Linked DNA regions of Macaca mulatta: region 2 is linked to region 1. Evidence: chromatin contacts called from public Hi-C data. All regions are on one chromosome and are shown on one strand. Each heading gives the region's core, a stretch centred on a gene start, on an enhancer-like site or on the middle of the called end of the contact. The rest is flanking DNA. Distances are from core to core; before and after follow the strand shown. Region 1 has its middle 160 kb from the start of TBL1XR1. Region 2 has its middle 240 kb from the start of KCNMB2.

Region 1 (7,128 bases), core at 4,402-6,901:
TATCTCAGTGGAAAAGGAAGAACCAAGCTAATAACATCCTGAGCCAAACCGTAGCTATGAGAAAAGCCAGTGCGGTAAATGCTAGTCTAGCCGCCAACCACCAGCAGCCGCACGAGGAGCCAGAGGCTCCCACCAAAGATCCCCTTCGCAGTTCCTAAGCGGAACCCCAACAGACAGCTCCTGTAGAATGGGCCACAAAATACAACTGGGCCAACCATTCAAACATAATGTGTTATTAGTCCAATCACTGGCTACATTGACCTCCATGGACTTCCTGTTTACTGCAACTGACTTTTTTCTAGGGCAGCCATCTTCAAACTGTGGATACATGAAGACTTTCCAAGGGGTACACAGAAAAGGCCACTTTTGAGGGAATCAATTTCCTCAACTTATATGTGTAACTATCTGAGAAAGAGCTTAACATCAAGATGACCTCTTTATCTCCTGCCTTCTACTTTACTGAAGAAATGCATACCTTGGACCCATTCCACATCCTACCGTGGTGCATGGCCCCAACCATGAGCGCCGGCAAAGGAAGAACTAAGTCTCAGAATCAGTGTGGAGATGGCCAGACATGATGGCTCACAGAAGCTGAGGCAGGCAGATTGCTTGAGTCTAGGAGTTTGTGACCAGCCTGGGCAACATGGCAAAACTCTATCTCTAAAAAAGATACAAAACTTAGCCTGGCATGGTGGCATGCAGCTGTAGTCCCGGCTACTTGGGAGGCTGAGGTGGGAGGATGGCTTGAGCCAGGGAGGTCAAGGCTGCCGTAAGCCAGGATGGTGCCACAGCACTCCAGCCTGGGTGACAGAGTAAAACACTGCCTCAAAAAAAAAAAAAAAAAAAAAATCAACATAGAGGAAGAATAATTCCAACGACTTAAAATAAGTACTTTTGCTCATCAGATGGCTTCTTATTCTTTGCTCTCCACAAGACTGAAATAGAGTTCAATCACAACTGATTTCTGGCAAGCCATGAGATCTTTGGCAAATGATTCAGAAGGAGTTTGGAGAATCTGGGGATAATATTGCTATTTTAAAAACTACTTATATCACCTATGTATGTAATCAAGTTTCTTGAGTATGTCTGTGCACATGCATGCACGTATGTGAACAACACATTAGAAACAGAATTGATGCTGAACTTGTCAGTCTAGTAACAGGTAATATTAGTCAACCATGGCTACATAAGCTAATTGGAAGAAAAGCCATATTCTCCTCATTAAGATATATATTATCAATAAAAGTTAACACTTTAGCCATGCGCAGTGCCTCACACCTGTAATCCCAGCACTTTGGGAGGCTGAGGCGGGTGGATCACTTGAGGTCAGAAGTTCAAGACCAGCTTGGCCAACATGGTAAAACCCTGTCTCTACTAAAAATACAAAAATTAGCTGGGCATGGTGGCACGTGCCTGTAATCCCAGCTATTCAGGAGGCTGATGCAGGAGAATCACTTGAACCCAGGAGGCGGCAGGAGAATTACTTGAACCAAGGAGGTGAAGGTTGCAGTGAGCTGAGATCATGCCACTACATTCAGCCTGGGCAACAGAGCAAGACTGTCTCAAAAAAAAAAAAAAGAAAAAAAAAAAATTTACTCTTAGAGCCATATAATCACACATATTTTTAAATTAAAATTGATATTTATTTTGTTGATGAGATATCAGTATGGCTACATCAATTCGAGGAGAAAAAAATGATATAAAACCTGCCAGTGTTAAAGAAGAGCTTGCTCATGAATTTTTTAAGTGAACAATGATGGGTATCCAACTGCTGTGGCATTTGGATCCTATTGGATACATTTTTTAAAGTGATGTTTTGCTAAAATGTCAACGTTTTGCAATATACTAGATATTATTTCCTTTGCAACAACTTTCACTTAGGATGCCAAAGTGTAGCTATCATTTTTAAAAAGAGCCTGGAATACATTGTTTTTCAAGATTCTTTTTTTTTTTTTTTTTTTTTTTTTTCTTTGAGACGGAGTGTCGCTCTGTCGCCCAGGCTGGAGTGCAGTGGCCCGATCTCAGCTCACTGCAAGCTCCGCCTCCCGGGTTTACGCCATTCTCCTGCCTCAGCCTCCCGAGTAGCTGGGACTACAGGTGCCCGCCACCTCGCCGGGCTAGTTTTTTGTATTTTTTTTAGTAGAGACGGGGTTTCACCATGTTAGCCAGGATGGTCTCGATCTCCTGACCTCGTGATCCACCCGTCTCGGCCTCCCAAAGTGCTGGGATTACAGGTTTGAGCCACCGCGCCCGGCCTCAAGATTCTTTTAGGGGGTACATGCACAAAACAGTGTGATGCTGACAACTATTATGGAATAGCAGTCCCCTAACCTTTTCATAAGGAAGTATCCCTTCTTGAACATTTTAAAAATAAAAGCAGTCATAGTTTTACTTTCTATACCTATTAACCAAGAAAAATCAAGTAACAAAAAAACTAGCAGGTATTCAGTAACACTTATAAATTATTAAATGAATTGTTGTATTCATCAAAATAGCATCTAAAGATTTTAACCCGTATAGATGTGAAGTATATGATCCACTTATCTAGAGAATATCTAGGACACCCAGTGGTTCATAGCAGCTCTGGGCTACACTGCAGCCTCCAGTCCCGGAACCACGCTGGATGGGTTCCGTTGACCTTTACAGAGTGGTCTTTCCCTGTGGGAAGGCTAGAAAAATACCCAAGCAGCTCATTTCAAGTGGATATCCTGCTAAGGTATACACCGATTCAAATGTTTTTTGCAGCCAAGCGGGTAGCTTAAATGAGGGAACCTGCCTATGGGTAAGAAAAGAGGGAGAGGCTGGAATTGTAGGCAACAGAAGGCTGTGTGCTGGGTTTCAAAGAGGCAGCTGCTATTCAGCCCCACCTAATTGTTGACAAGGCTCATGCCTGCAGCTTTTTACTTTTCAGGAAAAGCTGGATTTTCCTGTGAATCCTCTGGATTTTTAATCCAATTTTTCTAGAAGGAAAAAAAAAAACTGTTCAGGCTAACCTAAATACAAATGGGAGCTAAATCCAGGTTCAATGTCTGCACCATTGCAACTCAAAGTGTAGTCCCAGGTTCAACAACTGTTTGTTGCATTCCACAATGAGATGTGCATAGCAACTGAGAATAACATTTAGAAATAGCCATAACAGTTTGACAGGGTAATTTTGTCATGTAATTTTCTGAATCTAATAATAAAAAATTGGCTTGTATCTTATACATCTGTTTTAATTTATTTCCCTAATTTTTTAGAAACAAAAATATCAGTGGGCAGTAGATTAAAAATCTTGCCTGCGATAGTTTAAGAAGCATTGCCATGGTCTTTATCAAAGCAAGGGGTACACTGGAGGATGCTGTATTTGATAACTGAATGTCCGAGTCTAGAATCGTCACATGGACCGCCTGAAAGAGACAAGCCTATGAATCAAAATGCAACCAGTTCTTTCCAGCTGACAAATATTTGGCAGTAAAGGCCCAGAGGAATGGGGGAAATAGTGTCACTCCGGGAGGACCACTCCTAACCCATCAGATTACCAAGGTTCCTCCAGGGCCAGCTGTGGGAGGAACAGCCTGGAGTTCCTTCTCCCTCCCCCAGCACAGGAAGACCCGCCCCTTAGAGGCCCTCACTGAAGGGCAGAGGGCATGCTCGCAGGCGGTCGTTTCTGTGTCTACCTGTTCCAACACACTGAGCTTCTCCAGGGCAGAGACTCCTGCTCCTGCTCCTCGGTCCCCCCAACATGGCTCCTCTTCACTGAATTCTCTCCTCCTCTGCCAAATATAAGGTTCCCTGCTAGGCAAAGAACCTTGTCAGCCTCTAGTTAGGGGTGCTGAACTTTGGCAACTGGTAGCCAGCCTCCTACCTATCAGCTTCTATCCAAGCTGATCCTCCAGCCTTTGTCCTCCCCTGCTTAGGCAGAAACTCTAGGGTAGGAAGTCCGTTGCCCGCTGCGGAAGCTCAGAACCCAAAGCAAAGTGGCCCATGTCCTTCCCTAGCAAGGATCCCTATATTAGCCAGTTGTGTCTGGGAGAGGCTGAGGCAAAGACCAGAGGATCTGCTGGGCTAAAAACCGGAAGTGCTTAGAGACTGACGAGCTGCTTCATCTTGAGAACCAAAGAGACAGACTGGCAGGTTTGCATGCTCCTCTCTGAGCTGAAGGAAACCCCCTAGGTAAATAGTTCTCAGTTGGAAGCGAGTGCCCCCACCCTTCCCCACTTCAGCAGCTTCAGCCTCCAGACTCAACACATGCTGGACCATCTTGGAGGTCTGGTGCTCCAGGCCTCCCCAGCTGCCTGCACCTCCGAAAGGGGAAATGGGGGTGGGGTGGGAGGGCCAGGCCTGGGGAAGTGATTTTAGAAGTGCAAGTCTGGTGGGAGAGTTTTTCCTTCAGACCATCTGGAGGGAAGCAGTCATAATCTACTACAAGTTCTCCCGAAATGATCAAGTACACATAGGGAAATTGGTACATTGTTGAAAAACATGTCTGCTTTGCTTCCTTCTGGGGAGCTCTAAAGACTTGTATCAGTCAGAGATGACTCCCTGCTTGAGGTACACAGAGATTAAGATGAGGCCAAAGAACAGCTCTCTCGCCTTGTAATTCTCCAGGTAGCCAGTTTTCAGCTGGCTGCCATTTTTTGCAATTTAAGATGCTAAGAGAATTTAAATGACATCAGCCCTGTGTGTGTAAAGAAGGAAATAGCCTGCATAGCTAAACAGAAAAGGTACCATGTTGTATGAGCCTTTCACGTTTTTTAAGCTGGGGGGTGTGTGTGGGTGGGGGGTGTTTGTGTGTGTGTAGAACAAAAGTACAGTTGTCTATACAATTAGTTATTTAAGCTATTTCAAGTACCATTACAGCAAGGGGGAGGGGAGGGAACATCTAAAATACATTAAATTATTTTTAAAAACTCGTTCTAGAAAAAAGGAAATGCCAGAGTAGTAAGATAAGGAGTCTTAATTAGCAACAAATTCATCTATTTCCTTCCTCCAAAACTGAGACAGTCTTCTAAGGCAATTTGCTTGGAGAGCAGTTTTGCGCCATAAATCTGGGACATGTTTTTCATGTGTGTTTGTTTGCCCTGTGTGAGGCTTAAGAAAAACACAGCAACCAAACCATCCAGTTCAGCCCTGGAGGGAAAGACCTAGAAGACCTAATCACCCGTGATGGCGATTACATAACAGAGAATCGTGCGCGCGGGCGCGCACGCACACATACACACACAGACACACACAGACACACACACACACACACACACACACACACACACACACACAGAGTCTCAAAAAAGAAAGAAAGAAAACCAGCCTTTGGCTTCCTGTCACAGAAGATGTCTCCTTTTTTTTCCTTTGTGAGGATCACTAAGAATGCTTCTTAAATACCAAGTGGATGTCTTTGGTAGAAATAGAGGTCACTTAAGGATGATTTATAAGTGCAGCCGAAGCCAAAATGAAGCATGTATCGATATCTAAAGTGCATCTGCATTTAGTGCAGCAAAGCTCATAATCTGTTTCTAATTTGTGCCCTGTGGATGCCCTCCCCACTAGGAAAAGGCCTGGCTCTGAGCAGCCGCCCCTCCCCGAGGCCGCCAAGCTCCCAGTTCAGGCCCTTTCTTGGGCAGCCGGAGTGCTCCTCTCTTAGATAATGCCAGGTACTCTGGAAAGTAGCCGTGTAATAATACACAAACCCCTGATGATGTCAGCGTGTTATTGACTTTCCAAGTCTGAATGACTGAGCAGAGGAGCGGGGGTGGGGCGCAATCCATCCGGCAGCGCGGAGACCGGCCAAGCGAAAATGGGCTCGCCAGCCTGGCGGGGGAGGGGCGGCTCGCAGCTGCCGCTGCTGCTTCGAGCTCCGGCTCTGCCGCCGCGGCGTCAGGGTCGTTGCCGCCCAGCCCAGGCGGGGCTTAGGTTCCCGCTCCTCCGATGTTTACGTTTGGTCAAAAACTCCTCAGGCAGAAATAACTAATGCCGCCCCCCGGAAGCTTATACCACGTGGCAGAGTGGGGTCACAAAGCGGGGAGCAGTGGCACGAAGGGGAAGGGGAGAAAGACCTCCCTGTTCCCTCCCCCACCCTGCAGGGGCCTTCCTCTTAGGCTGCAGAGCCAAGGGTCGCTCTCCGTGGTGGAGCTCCCTCTGCAGAAGACCCCCTGGAAAATTGCACCTCAGCAGTGGTGACATTTTATGGGCCATGATTTGCTGCATTTATGGCTCTGGTGGTGCAGGTGCAGAGTCGTAGGCTCCCCTTCTCACCCCGCAAATTGCTCACAGTGCAATCTGTCATCTTCAAGGCTAGGTGTGAACCGGGCAGGGTTGCCCTTAAAATGGAATTGCAGTTAAAGGCCGAGATCTGAAAGGAAGCGCTCCAACCGGGGCGTGGCTTTTCCCACCGGGTCTGGACCTTTCCTTCAGGCCCCGCCGTGCGTGCCCATCGGCTTGGCTGTCGCAGCTTGGGGGGACTGGGCGCCCCGGGCTCTGCCTGCCTGCAGAGCTCCAGTCCTTTCCGTTCCAGGCCTGTGGAATCCTCCACCGAACAAGGCCTCGCGCTGGCCTCTGCCCCACCCCACTGCGAGGAGCTGCTCCTCCTCCGAGGCCTGTGGTTTTTCTCCCCGCAGAGTGGGCTTGGTGGCGGCACCGCATGGCGCAAACAGCACGGGGGGCTTTGGAACCGCCTGGACTTGAGCCCTACCCCACCACATATTCGCTGTGTGAGTGTGGACCCGGTGGTTACCCTGTCTACAGCCCGCGTCTTAAAATGGGAGTAGTAACAATCCCCTCAATAGTTGTTCTGAGGATTAAGTGAAATTCAGATTTCATAAGAGACGTCCTTTTTCAATAGTCAGGTCTCTCGCCTTCATAAGTCAAGTTCCACTCGGGCCAGAGGCCCTGTGGTTGTTTCTGAAAACAAGGTCAGTAGAAGTGCTAGACCCATTGTTTCCTTAACTCTGCCCTTCCCCCTACCCTCCTGGCTCTCTGGAGCCCGCAGCCTCTTCCGACCCACTTCCACCTTCACCCACACCCACAGGCTTACAGGGCAGAGCCGTTTTGTTGACGGGGCGGGGGTGGGGGCGGGGGTGGGGATGGGGGTGGGGACGGGGGTGGAGGCGTGAAAACTGTACCTCTGACTTAAGCTGGACCATTCACGGC
Region 2 (6,317 bases), core at 1,292-3,791, 960 kb before region 1:
TTCCAGGGCTGGAAATCTGGCCTCTAGGGGAGGGGACGGTCTTGTGGGGGAATCTTAGGACTGGGAAGCTTCCTGACATGGAGGCACCATTAACATTCAGATTGTTTTCACAGAGGGTAGGCTCTGTTTGGTCTGCCAAGGGGAGGAGGAGGAAGTAGCAAAATTCTGATTTCTCCTATTTCCTGCTATTCTTTGTGTCATGTTTATAGCGCAAGGAGTGGATAGGACAGACTGGCATCTCTCTTGATGCCACCTCCCTCCATGGAGCCCCCCCGCCAAGACTCACTAGCAGTCCTGTGAGATGAAGATTTTATGCTGGTATCCTGGCCAGCTTCCATCTGGCCAAAGGTATTTTATCTAAATATTTCCAAGGCACCTATCTCTGCAGTATTGAAGTGTTCAATTAGATATGGCCTAAGTCTCTGTAGCATATCAGTGTGCACTGCTGAACAGCTGCTGCATTCCAACAGAGGGTGAAGTCATCTCTATATATAGAGCATGGCAAGCTGTTTAGAACTGTGGTGGATTTAAGCAGGCAAATGCACACCTGAGTTATAAATCAGTCACCTGCCCAGAGTGACAGAAGGGTCTGGAAAAATCTCTACTTCTTTAAGGGGCGACTAGCAAGAAGACCACTGGGTTTCTTTTTCAGCTGTATTTTTTTTCTGTAGTTTACAGACTCTCCTTTTTTTTTTTTTTTTTTTTTTTTACCTATCAACTCCACAAATAGTAAAAATCATGGTCTACAAAACTGGCTTTATTTTCTGCCACGATTTTCTTTTAACAACCTGTGATTTGTTTATTGATAAGAAGTTTGACATATATTAGCTGGTATCCAGGGGAGTATTGTCATCCATTAAATAGTGCTGTAGGAATGAAGGCATTGTGCACTTCTTCATTTAGCATCTGTCTTCCCTATTGGATTGTAAGCTCCTAGCTCTTGGCACAAGAGACTGAAATAAACACATAAGTTATGACCATTTGTAATCTTCTTGGAGTGTGATTCTCTAGTTCCCACTAAAAGACTATAATTATTGCTCCTTCCAAAGTAATTTGGAAATCTGCTAAATCCTTGGGCTAGTTCTGAGAGATATATTGCTATTAATATGGTGACTGATACCTGTCATTCGAAGGGTCCCCGAAGGTCATCTAGATCTCTACCTCATTTGAATAAACATAAGTTGCTTTGGTTTGGGGACAGGGAGACAAGGACAGGACAAATAACTAATTGTGCAAAAATGCTTGGAAATGACTCAACCATTTAATACCTGTGTTAATCTGGGAAAATCACAGAAGCACAATGGGCTTAAGTTCTGTCATCTAAAAAAAAAACAAAAACGGAAAAAAAAAACCTCATCCGAATTACAATTCCCTCCCAGGGTTATAGGGAGGATCTCCTTCAGAAATGTCTGAAAATGCTATGCAAATTATATCACACTCAGACATGAGAAGCATATTCTTATTTTTATTACCATGTCTTATCTGTCAGAAAAGGTCAGATGGTCACACGAGCATTCCATTTCTGGTCAGCTAGAGGCAACAGCTCCATTTCAGCCATTTCTTCTCGAGCAACTGTAGTGGAGCAACTGTAATGGTGTATCAAGCAAACAGGCAGGTGAGAGAGAGATTCCTGGGAAAGTCCAGTTTCTGGCTTCTGATGTTGCAAATCACCTGAGCAGATAGTCACTGAGACGTCCTCTCACCCCTCTTCAATCTGCCCCTTAGCAGGTAGTGACTGCATCTCATTTCATGACATCAGAAGCCACCAAAGGTCAAAAAAAACCTAAATGAGGAACACCAGACTAGAACCTTCCATTTATGACCAACGCCCTGCTTATCCCACAACTCCGTTATCAGTTATTAAAGCTACAGCAGCATGTCGGTGGGGAGATAAATTACTTCCTGGGGTTATACTCTGTCTTGGCTGTCAAGACTCAGATTCCTATACAATGAATTTATAAACTTAACTTTGACTTCTGTGAAGCAGGCAAGATGCAAATCCTTGCCTAGTGCTGATTTGTGGGACACACCTAGTTTTTCATTGATTGGTCATTAAATCCAGCCAGGGTGATGTAAGCACATGCTACAAGAAATGTGAATCAAGGAGCCCAGAGCAAAGAAGACCTCTCTGGATGAACAACTTCCTTAAATTGGTTATAAAATTCTGCCATGGGTCATGAAACTCTATTCTGTGTAGAGAATAACCCAAAGCAGGTGCATGCCTTGCTAGCACTAATGCTTCTTTTTTAAGTTCCCTGAAGGCATAGATGACAGCATGAAAGTCCTCGTTGTCCCTTAATTTTTCTTGTTCCCACCTCTGTCAGTATTCAGCCTGTGTAGGTTTTTCCAAGTCACCTAAATTGCCAGTCTGACAGCTAGCTACTCACAGGCAAGAGGGGGAGGAATTGAGCTGATTACCTATTAACTTCAGCCTGAATTAAATATTTCCATATTGCTTTAAAATTCAGAGTTCTTTCTTATGCATCCCCCCTGGGTTTCCATGCTCTATATATAAAAAGGCAATGTGACAAATTCCTTTGCCAAGGCTTGGATGTTGGGAACTCAGAATTTTTATTTAATCATGGTGCTGAGTTCCTGTCTGGCCTTGTATATGCTATTTTACATTTCAAATATTCCATCTGTAAAGGCTGAATGATAATTCTTACCGCTCTAGCAGGGAGTTTGGAGATGATGGATTATTTAGTGTTGTAAAGAGCTTTTGGACACACTGAGTGCTAAATAACTGGTATTATTAGACCCTCTCTGAACTAGTTAAAGGTACTGCAAAACATCGAAGCTGAAACATTGGCCAGCTGACCTGTTTTGGCATCAGATCTCCTGAGGTTCTCTTTCCACAGCACTCACAGTGATGATTCTCTGTATGTGTAGTAATAAAAGGAGTCTGGGCCATTAACTTGGGTTGTTGAAATACTGCAGTTCTTTATTTCTTGTCCTATTTATTTTATGAGAACACAATTCTAAACCATCATATTTGTAGAGATTCCATTATATAATAAACATGCCTCAAAAGAACTATTTTATTATGAAATGTACTAGGTTTTTTTCTATGACAGCTGGTGGTTGGGGTAAGAGGATTGCTGGTCAATGCTAAGTTTTGAAAGCAAACTAATTATCTTTGAGGTTTACCACTTCTGTGATGCTGACTAAATCTCTGACATTTGGGGAATTCTTCCTGTATTTGGATACATTTTGTATAGATTATTTTGTTTGTTGGCCAAACAGATGTTGAATTTCTATAATGAGTCAGGTCATAGGTTAAGACATAAATATAAAATCTATATCACTCATGTTGTCTCTATCACAAAGGACTTTATAATATTAGGATAAACATTCAGTGATAAGTGAAATACAAGATGAGATATAAGCAGGGTATTGTATGAAAGTAAATAAGGTAATTATTGCCTTGAGGAGTCAGAAAAGATTTCTCAGACATTGGAGGCATTTAAATTGAGACTTTAAAGAGACCATTCACCAAGTAAAGAAAAAAGGATGAGAAATGGAACATTTTCTTTGCATAGGGTGTAGCACGTGGTGGCTTTACTACACTATTTACTGACAGGAAATGAAAGTGGCACATAGATTTACCTATTGAATCCCAATTAGGCATTCTGTAAGAGGCCCTTTAGCTTTATTGATCACAAATTAATATCTCTTGCAGGAAGGACTTCTCTTTTGGAAGTACTCTGCAACACAAGTTTACTCGGCTTTTCAAATGAGTGGAGAAAAAAGAGAGTGGCTCTTGAGGGTCCATTCCCTTTAATAATCTAGAATTGCTCTGGATCATTATGCTTGCCTCCTGTGCTTCCAAATACTGGCTGGAATCATGAGAAACCCTCTTCATGTTGAATGGCTGCTTCTCAGTAAGCCCACATTTCCTCCAACAGAAAGGAGAAAATGTGAGCTTGCTGAGGAGTTGCCATTCACTATGAGGGTATTCAATTTTGTGTATTACTGCAAGTTGCAGGGAGCCATAGAGGGCTTGGAGAGTATCTATGATCAGCTTTTTGGGATGAAAGACGTGAGACAGCTACCAAGATACCATTACATTATGTAATTCTCTTTGTGATTCATTAGTCTCCAAGGGCCAGATATTGGAGAGGTTGTTTGGGCAGCCTTCTGGTACTTGCAGAGGGTAGTAACATTATAAATATGAATTAGGGCTTCATCTCATTCAGCTTATTTTGATTATACATATACTATGCCAGTTACTATGCTAGGGATTTTCACATATTATCTAATTTCCATGTATTCATAATAGCTCAGTATGGTTAGGTATTATACAGATCTTATAATCTTATAAATTCTTAAAGAGCACATATTATATATCTCATTTTCTCCTTATTGTTGGTATTGGGGATGGAGAGTTTTGGAGTTGGTGTTCTGCTCTGTAAAATCCTCGAATCCTTTCCTTTTCTGGCATTCTGGATGACTTTAACATGTACCATAGAATCAATTTTCTTTTGTTGCTGTTTTTGGATACATCTTCACTTTATGACTGTAAGCTATATATATATATATATATATATCAGGACGTTCACTTCATCTTCTATTGCATGTATTACCTAACAAGGTACATAGGAAGTGTGCTGTTTCAAAGTTATCAGCATGATTTTGACAGGACATTTTGGGAATTATGTATTAGGTTGTCAGATAGGCTCAAATGGGTGTGAGGCTGAGTTGTGCAAAGCCAATTAAATGTACTAGTTTCTATCTTGCATAGCAAATTACCACCAACTTAAAGACTTAAAACAACATAGATATATTATCTCTCAGTTCCCATGGGCCAGGAGTCACACATGGCTTAACTGGGTCCTCTGTTTGGGGTCTCACAAGGCTGTTGGCAATGTGTCAGACGGGCTTTGTTCCTTTCAGAAGTTTGGGGTCCTCTTCCTAGCTCATGTGGTTCCTACCTACACCACAAGTATTCAGTTCCTTGTGGGTGTAGTACTGATGTTCCCCTTTCCTAGCTGGTGGTCAGCTGGAAGCCACTCTCAACTTCTAAGGCTGCCCACAGTTTCTCACCACATGACCCTCTCACAGGCTCTTCCACAACACCTCAGCTTAATTCTTCTAAGCCAGGAAGAGGATCCCTCCAGTCTATTAAGATGGAGTTGTATATATTGTAACACAACTCTGGGAGTGACTGTCCTTTCACCTTTGTCATATTTCATCAAGTAGATGAGAGTCACAAGTTTTTCCTGCACTTATAGGAGGGATTATATAAAAGCATGCATATTGGGGGTTATTTAGGTTATGTCTGCCACATTTTTTTTTTTTTTGAGACAGAGTCTCACTCTGTTGCCCAGGCTGGAGTACAGTGGCACAATCTCAGCTCACTGCAAGCTGTGCCTCTCGGGTTCATGCGATTCTCCTGCCTCAGCCTCCCAAGTAGCTGGGACTACAGGTGCCCACCACCACACCTGGCTAACTTTTTTTTTTTTTTTTTTTTTTTGTATTTTTAGTAGAGACAGGGTTTCACCATGTTAGCCAGGATGGTCTCAGTCTCCTGACCTTGTGATCCACCCACCTTGGCCTCCCAAAGTGCTGGGATTACAGGCATGAGCCACTGCGCCTGGCCATGTTTGCCACTTTAAGGGTTACATCTAGAAGAATGCTTATATCCACCTAATGAGCAAATGTCCCTAACTCCCAATCACCTAGGCTTGATATAACCTAATAAAACAAAGTAACAGTTGCACTAATGGTTATATACATATAGATGTCAGAAGAGATAAGAAGGATAGTCATGTTTAAGTAGATTATTCAAAAGGAGTTTATGGGGCCTGGACCTAAGATTCAGAGTCATCAAGTGAGGGTAGAAAAATTCCTTACTAATAAAGATGTAGAAGCATCATTCTAAATCTGAAAATAATACACATTGTAGCTTTTCATGGAAACAAAAGGCCCTGAAGGATAAGCTATGAATGAAGGAGCTTGGATCTACTAGAAAAAAAAAAAAAGAGAGAGAGAGAGAGAGAGAGAGAATGACAAATAGAGATTCAGAAGAACCTTTTAGATTAGGAGAAAATATAGTCCTGCATCACAGACAAAGGTAGATGAGTGGAAGAAAACCTTTGAAATCAAGTCATCTGGAGGAATCTGTTCAGAGAGCCGACACTTACCCAGACAGGGCAAAGCCAAGTAGAGGGTGGTTTCACAAGCGGAACCCAAAATGCTGCCAATGACATTTGGGTCTGTTGGCTTTAAGAGAAGCATCTCTAACCAACAAGTAAAGAATACATTTTGTTTTGCTAAAGACTACAATAGCTGAAAATAATAGCCCTTGAATAAGCAGT

What was found. Hi-C and Micro-C count contacts between places; a contact is called where the count stands out from the background.
Region 2: a contact with region 1 is called in a Hi-C map of fetal cortical plate, with 3 times the contacts expected there. The contact joins two enhancer-like sites. A contact is called at or near these places in 2 of 14 Hi-C or Micro-C datasets (fetal cortex germinal zone and fetal cortical plate).

Annotation. Positions count from the first base shown.
Region 1 is chr2:89,333,089-89,340,216 of T2T-MMU8v2.0, reverse strand. No RefSeq gene overlaps it. Among named protein-coding and RNA genes, the nearest start is that of TBL1XR1, 160 kb to the right of the region's middle. Within about 2 kb of position 5,651, at least 37 of the 40 cell types and tissues checked have an H3K27ac peak or open chromatin away from gene starts, as enhancers often do. A contact at or near this core is called in fetal cortical plate, where this site is marked.
Region 2 is chr2:90,293,440-90,299,756 of T2T-MMU8v2.0, reverse strand. No RefSeq gene overlaps it. Among named protein-coding and RNA genes, the nearest start is that of KCNMB2, 240 kb to the left of the region's middle. Within about 2 kb of position 2,541, at least 7 of the 40 cell types and tissues checked have an H3K27ac peak or open chromatin away from gene starts, as enhancers often do. A contact at or near this core is called in fetal cortical plate, where this site is marked.